2 separate regions of the Anas platyrhynchos genome follow, and region 1 is linked to region 2. A link is a contact called in public Hi-C data. All regions are on one chromosome and are shown on one strand. The core of a region is the stretch at or near the end of the contact, and the rest is flanking DNA. Distances in the headings are between cores, read along the strand shown.

The links. Hi-C and Micro-C count contacts between places; a contact is called where the count stands out from the background.
Region 1: a Hi-C map of skeletal muscle shows a contact between it and region 2, with 5 times the contacts expected there. The contact joins the promoter of LRP1 here to the enhancer-like site in region 2. A contact is called at or near these places in 2 of 8 Hi-C or Micro-C datasets (liver and skeletal muscle).

What each region holds. Positions count from the first base shown.
Region 1 is chr34:2,529,716-2,533,626 of IASCAAS_PekinDuck_T2T, reverse strand. It overlaps LRP1 (LDL receptor related protein 1), which reads left to right and starts at 2,263. Exons shown (of 88, transcript XM_072031914.1): 1 at 2,263-2,426. The coding sequence starts at 2,348. STAT6 (signal transducer and activator of transcription 6) reads right to left here and starts at 182. Exons shown (of 22, transcript XM_038171523.2): 1 at 67-182.
Region 2 is chr34:2,489,403-2,493,026 of IASCAAS_PekinDuck_T2T, reverse strand. All of the region lies in intron 5 of LRP1 (LDL receptor related protein 1), which reads left to right. Among named protein-coding and RNA genes, the nearest start is that of LRP1, 40 kb to the left of the region's middle. Within about 2 kb of position 2,351, at least 6 of the 8 cell types and tissues checked have an H3K27ac peak or open chromatin away from gene starts, as enhancers often do.

The DNA of each region.
Region 1 (3,911 bases), core at 1,014-3,513, 41 kb before region 2:
CCCCGCACCCCCCCTCCCAAACCGGGAACCGGGAACCTGCCCCCCCCCCCCCCCCGAGCCGCGCACCCGTTCGGTGGCTGAACGCGCCCGGGGCCCGGCCCCGGTTTGCAGCCGCGTCCCGGGGCTTGAGGCCCGCGGCCGGGCCCGGGAGCTGCCCGGAGCCGTGAGCGAGGCCCGGGGGCTGTCCCCGCCCGGGGGGGTCCCGGTGCACCGGGGGCTGTTTGTGCCCCGGGGGCCGCTCGGTTCCTCCCCCCCCCCCGGTGGGTGCGGAGCCGCCCCGGGGCCGCCAGGGGGCGCTGCCGCACCGGGGTCCCGCCGCAGGGCCCCGGTACCGGCCCCGGGGTGGCCGGGGTGGGGGGGGGGACCTGGGGGGCTGCCCCCCCACTGCTGGGACGGGACCCCCCGGGACACGCCGTGCTTCGGGTCCCCCCGGGGGACCCCTAAGGCCCGGCCGTGCCCCGGGCACCGGTGGCAGCACCCGCAGGGCTCTGGGGGTGTCGGGGGGGCACCGGGCTTCCCTTACCTGGCTGGGGGCCGGGGGGGGGGCCCTGAACGAACCCACCGGTGCTGAGCACATGGGACCCGGGGCTGGGTGCGTGGGAGGAATCCCGGTAAGAGCATGGCCGTGGCCTCGCTGTCCCGGCCACCTCCGCTTGTAGGGGTTTGGCTGCTTTGTGCCGTGCCCCCCCCCACCCCGGGCACCGCTGGCCCCTCTGTGGGGACGGGGTCCCAGGAACATTTTGGGGAGGGAGAACATCTTCCTCCCAAACACCTGCAGCCGGGGAAGGAGGGACGGGGTTGGGGCAGCCCCGCTCTCATTGGGGTTGGGGGGGTCCACGCTGCCCCCCAGCCCCCCAGCCTGGGTGGGTCCCCGGGGCCCCGGCAGCGTTGCAGATCTTGGCAGTGCGTTGAGCCCAAGCACGGCTCCAAGCATGAGCCACACGCACAGGACCCAACACTGGATGAGCAAAATATGGCCTGGCCCCAGCGGGACCCTGCTGCTGGGACCCCGCTGCCAGGACCCTGGGCTGGGGGGCACGGCCTCATGCTGTGGGGTGGGGGTGGCGGGCAGCACTTGTGCCGTGTCCATACCATGTCCATCCCTACGCCACATCCCTGTCCCCCATACCCATGGCCCTGCTGATCCCATACCCATGTCCATACCTACACCGCACCCATACCGTTCCTATACCATACCTACACCATGTCCGTACCCATCCCCACACCATGACCGTACCTCTATCCATACCCATTCCCATACCATACCATACCCACACCCGTACCATGCCCATACCTATTCCCATAGTACACCCATACCTATTCCCATACCATACCATACTACATGTACACCATACCATACCCATACCTGTACCATGCCCATACCCATTCCCATACCTACACCATGCCCCTACCTATACTGATACCATACCCATACCTAAGCCCATACCTATTCCCATGCCATACCACAGCCATACCCATACCCATACCCATATCCATACCCATACCCATACCCATACCCACAGCCATACCCATACCCATACCCATACCCATACCCATACCCATACCCACAGCCATACCCACAGCCATACCCATACCCATACCCGTACCCATACCCGTACCCGTACCCGTACCCGTACCCGTACCATGCCCATTCCTATTCCCATCCCACACCACGCCATACCCGCACCCGTACGATGCCCATCCCCATTCCCATTCCCATTCCCATACTATACCCATCCCTATTCCCCCCCCCGAGCCCATCCCCATCCCCCCCCCCCCCCCCGAGCCCATCCCCATCCCCCCCCCCATCCCATCCCCATCCCCCCCCCATCCCCACCCGGTACCTGCCCCCCTCCATCCCCGCCCCCCCCCGGGGGGGCGCAGCCCGGGCACCTCCCGCGCATGCGTGCCCGCCGCGTCGGACCCCCCCCCCCCCCCCCCCCCGTGTCCCCCCTCCCCCCTCCCTCCCCCCTTCCCCCCAATTCCCCCCCCCCCCGCGGCGGCTCGAGCCCGGTGACGTCAGGCGGGCGGCGGCGCGCGCTCCATCCCCCGGCGGCGGCGGCGGCGCGCGCAGCCCCCCCCCCACCCCCGCCCCCGCCCCGCAGCCCCCGGCGCCGCCGCCGCCGCCCAGGACCGGAGGGTCCCGGTTCCCCCCCCCCCCCCCCCCAAACCCCAGCCCCCTCCCCTCCTGGTCCCGGCCCGGCCCCCCCCCCCCCGCCCCGCCCGGCCCGGCCCTCCCCTCCCCTGCCCGCCCCCGCCCTCCGCGGATGTCGGTGCGCGGGCCCGGGACGCGCCGCCCCGCGGGCAGCACGGCGTGAGGAACCGGGAGCCGCCGGGAGCCGCCGGCATGGGGCCGCTGCTGCTGCCCCTCGCTGGGTGCCTGCTGGCCCTGCTGGCCCCCCCCCCCGCCGCCCGCGCCCTCGAAGGTGAGTGCGGGGCCGCCGGGGGGGCGGCACGGCCCGGTGTGCTCCGGTGGGGCTCGGTTCGGCCCGGTGGGGCTCGGTTCGGCCCCGCCACGGCTCCCCCCGGGGGCTGCGGAGCGCTCCCACCGCGGGCCCCGGCCCTCGCCGCCGCCGCGCTGCGGAGCGGGGCCGCCCGCAGGGATTGGGGGCGCGGGGCTGGGGCCGGCACCGGGACCGGGACCGGGACCGGGGCTGGGGCTGGGGCCGGGGCCGGGGGGGCTCCGCCGTGGGGGCTGCGCTCGGGCCCGGGCCGCTGACGGCGCCCTCAGGACCAGGGGGGCTCGGGGCGGGGGGCGCGGGGGGCCGGGACCAGAGCGGGGCCGGGGCTGGGGCTGGGGTCGGGACCGGGACCGGGACCGGGACCGGGGTCGAAGCGGGGCTGGGGCCGGTCCCGGCCGCTGCAGTCGCGGCGCTTCCCCCGGCGGCCCCGCTGCGACAAAGCGGAGCGGCCCCGCGGGTCCCCGCTTCTGCGGAGAAAATAAAGGGACCCCCCCCCATCCCCCCCCAACCCCCCCATCCTACAGCAGGCGTCCTCCTCCCCTTCCCGATCCCCCCCCCCGGGAACTTCCCTCAGCTCCCCCCGCTTCTATTCCCCTGACGCCCCCTCCACCCCCCCACCCCCCCCCCCCATTTTCCCTCTGCGAGCGGCAGGGGCTGCCCTGCGGTGACAGCGCGGCCCCCCCCCGGCCCTTGCGTAACGGGGCCGGTAACGGGGCCGGCCGCTGGCCCCGGGGCCGTCCAGCCCCGCACCGAGCGGCTCCTTTTCAAGCTGCGCACGTCTCGCCCCTACCGGGCTCCATCTGCTCGCCCCATTCCTCTGCAGCCTCCCCGTACCGGGGGCTTGGGGCCGGCAGCTCGGCCAGCGGGGAGCCACCGGTGGAGAAGTTCCTGGAGATGTTTTAATGTTTGGGGTGGTGGGAGGCTGATTTTTTTTTATTATTATTTTTTTTTTCCCTTAAAAGCCTGGAGATTTGGGGTTTTGAGTTGGCTTGCGCAGCTTTCCGCTGACGGGTTCCCTCTAGCCCAGATGGGAAGGGCCTGGCGAAGGCGGCAGCCTGGAGCGTTTTATCGATTGGGGGGGGGATCTGGGGGAAGGTTTCGCTGTCCCCTTTTAGCACCCACCTCGGCACCAAGCTGCTGGCGCTCGGTGCCGTGGCGGAGACAGCAGCGTCCAACCCATGGCCAGTGCTGCAGGGGGGGGGGGGCTGGAGCCCCTGACCTCCCCCCGCCCTGCTGGAGCTCCAGGCACCCAAATCACGTCCCTGGGAGGGAGGCAGCGATGCCGCTTGTGTCCCTGGCTCTGCTGACACCCGTGCGGGGTTGCTGCAGCCACTGGCACTGAGCTGCCCTCTCCCCGTAGGCAGGGAGTGCACCGGGGTTTGCTGCTCAGCATCTCCCCTTTTTGGGGGCACCCGGCACCGTGGAGGCATCGTCCCCCCTGGGTTGGGG
Region 2 (3,624 bases), core at 1,102-3,601:
CTCTTACACGCTTAAAAGTGCAAGAGTTAGGGTGAGCTTGACTTGCACGCATCTTAATTGCAGCTGTTCCAGAATTGTGTCGAAATCCATGTTTTAGTCTGAGACAAGATTGCATGTTTCCTTCCTCCTTGTGTCAGACCATAATTGATGTATTTGCAGAGTGCACAACAACTGATTCATGCAGAGGAAAGTTATGTGCTGGGTCAGCAAAGCTAGTTCCCCAAAAAACCCACAGTCTTACAGTGCTTGACTTGCTGTGGGGTAATTCAGATATTCCAGGGCTTGGGTTAAGGAAGGGAGAGCCTCCGGCAGGAGCTCCTGGGATGGCTGCTCTGGCAGTGAACCGCGTGTGCCAAGGAGCTCTTTGTGCAGGACAGGATGCTCCCAGCCCCACTGAGCACAGGATGAGGTTGGGATTGGGGGCAGGAGAAGGGTTTTGCTGGGAAGACTTGTAAGGGTTGGTGGGGCCAAGGACAGAAGTCCTAAAAACTCCTCTTCAGCATGTCCCTTCCCTGGCTGGGAGCAGCGTTGCCCTTCAGCCTCACGTACCCCCGTGCCGTGATGGCTGCAGAGGTTGCTTCAGCTTTCTTCTTCCACTGACCATGGGAAGGAAAAGAAGTCAAATCTGAGCCCAGTGCCACGCAGATTATTTTGTGGCAGGGACTTCAGCAAGTGCTTGGTCAGGGTCAGCGTGAAACCAGGAAACATCTGCGCAGGGTTGGTTTTGGAGCTTGCTGAAGTTGCCAGCCCACCATCGTTGAGCAATGTGCCGCTGACGAACTTCTTGGGGCTGCCTTCCCTCTGTCCTCCCTCTCCGTGCCCCCTCCCTAAAAGGAGCCCAGCGGGCAGAGTCCCCTCCGGCATCCGGCCCCGCACCAGCCGCGTTTGTGGCCAGCGCTTCTGAGTGGGGCCAGCTGGCATGGGCCGCAGCGATCCGGCCCTAATGAGGTTAGTTAGCTTCTTCCAGGAAAAGCCTTTAAAGTTCACGTCCCTTCTTCTCTGTCCCCCAAGCTCCTTTTCAAACGCTAGCAAATAAATAAATCTTAGCAAATGATTTTTGCATGTTGCAATTGTTTGCAACACCCAGCGCCGATTGAGCAAGGAGGGAGACTGGAGGCTCGGCCGGGGGCCGGGAGATGCCCTCGTAGGCAGCATCCCTCTGCCACTGGGAGCTGCAGGCAGGAGGGGACGGGGGGGCTGCCCCCACCTTGTTCCTCCTGTGGTCCCTGAGCTGGGTCACTGAGAGGGCTTTGGCTGGGGCAGCTCCTGGACCCCCCTGTCTGGCAGGGGGTGGCGGGGGTGAGGAGAAAGCCCCGACCTTCTCAGCCCCCCCCCCCCCCCAAGCTGTAGTGAACTGGGGAGAGCTCTCTGCACATTAACGCTGGGGGGTAAAAATTGACATTTGTTAAATTCACTTCCACTGAAAGTTCAAGAGGAAAACCAGGTTTATCTGAGGCTACAAGAAAGAAATGATGATGAGGATAATAATAATAATAATAATAATAGCAACAACTGATTCCTGCAAAAGGGGGGGGGGGGGAGGGAGGGATAGAGAGCAGGGAGAGGGAGCAATTTGAAAAACAAAAGCCTTTGAGGAGCGTAATGCTTTCCAGCTGCAAAAATACAGCCTGGGAGAAGAGCAAGTGCTTGCGTCACCTCCAGCTCCGAGCCCACGGCCCGGCCCCGCTGCCTGCCCCGGCGATGCCCAGCTCCAAGCAGGGGCCAGGCTGGGAGCTGAGCAAGAACCCCCCCACACCCCCCCAGCCAGGCTGGCAGCGCTGTGCTGGAGCCAGGCATTGCTGCTCCCGGTGTCCCCTTGGTCCCCAGGGTGGCAGCCGTGCTGGGGACGGGCATTGCCAGAGCGTCCCGGGAACGTGAAAGGGGCTGCGGGCCCTGAGGAACGAGCGGTTTGCAGTCTGCAGCTGGTTCTGGACGTGTTCCCGAGTTGTGTTCAGCCTTTGGATGCCATGCTCGTGAGCTTCCTCCCAGCTGGAGGAGCTGGAGACGAGCTCGAGCTCGGCTGGGAGCGCTCGGTGAGGTGGCAGCGGCCCCGTTCTGGAGGGAGAACAAAAACGGGGTCTGAGTGCGCTGGGTTCTGCCAGACGGCAGCTCCTGGCCGGGGGGGGCGAGGAGGGTGGCGAGGAGAGGCCAAATCCCCATTTTGGAAGGATTTGCCATCGAACGGGCCATGAAGCCAGCCCATGGCAGAACCTGAGGGAGGAGGGCTTCTGGTGGGCCGGGCCGGGCGCCCGCAGGTGCCGGGACTGGGGCCAGGACTGCGCCGTCCCACGGGGTCCTCACCGCCCCCCCCCCCCGGCTGTCCTGTGACTCTGACTCAGCTCTGCGCGAGCTCCAGCCAGCAGCTGATTTTTGGGGAATTTTTGCGAGTCCCGTCGGTGAAACGTTCCTGGCCCTGGCAGCGCTGCGTGCGTGTTGCTGCCGCCCCCTCCTCTCATCAGAGGCCGGTGAATCAGGGCCGGGGGTGGAGGAGGAGGGGGCCGGTTGGTGTGGGGAAGACGAGGGGGGCCCTGGCACCCGGGAGGGCAGAATGCAGCCCTTGCCCACCCTGCACCATGTCCCCAGCCCAGCTCCAGCCCTTGGGGCAGCGGCTCCTGCTGCCCTGGGCTCCCTGTGGCCCCGGGGGGCATCACCTCCACCCCGGCCCCACTCATCACTCGCTGCACATTGGGCTCTCCGCGTGCCTTTGGCGTAGCTGCTTCGGTGCTAATTCCTGAGCTCTGACTGTTTCCACTTATTTTTATGAGATAAATCAGGCTGGGTGATAGCGGCGGGACATGGCGAGCCTCCGCCTTTCCGCTCGGTCATCAGTGCACAGCCCTGGCCCCGGGGTGCGTGATTGCCAGAGAGACATCCCTGTCCCCAGGGCCAGGGCTCGGCCTGAAGAGCTGAATGGGGTGTGCAGCAGTGGGAGCTGGCCCGGGTAGCTCAGGGCTTGGGGTTGGGGTTGACAGGGCACCCACAAAACCACTGGGTGTTGATGAGCTCGGCGCTCGTCAGCAGCTGGGCAGCGCCTCGTGGTGCTAAAGCAGGGAAGGGCTTGATGTAATCAGGCTGAATCGTGCAAGCAGGGGGAGTTGGGGGCATTGCAAAACGTCCTGGCTTGATTCATGTTTTCCCTCCCTCTGCGCTCTGGAGCTTCTGCACTAGTTAATAATTCAGCAGTGTCTGGCCCTGCTCCTCTGGGGCTGTCTGGGTCCCAGCGCCGCGGGGCAGTCGCGGCGCGGGGCTGCGGACACCTCAGCCCTGGCCCTGCTCTGCCTTGCAGGTGGCCAGGGACAGCAGCACGGTGTCGCTGGTCGGGGAGAGTGGCCCTGGGGTCCTCTCCAGCCAAAAGCACTGGGGGACAAAGCCCCCACTTTCCCCAGAGTACCTGGGAGCTGCGGCTCTCGCTCTGTCTGTGGGCCAGGGCCAGCAGGGAAGGGGAGCCGAGCAGCGCGCAGCAGCACCCTGCTTACAGGCAAAGAATTTGGGTGCATCAGGTTTATCCGATTTAACAGGCTTTTGCTGGTTTCATTAAATACTTAAACTCGGCGTGCCAAATGCCATCGCTCACCTGCTCCAGGGCTCGGGGCGACTTTGCAATGCTGGATTACCGCTGCCTGC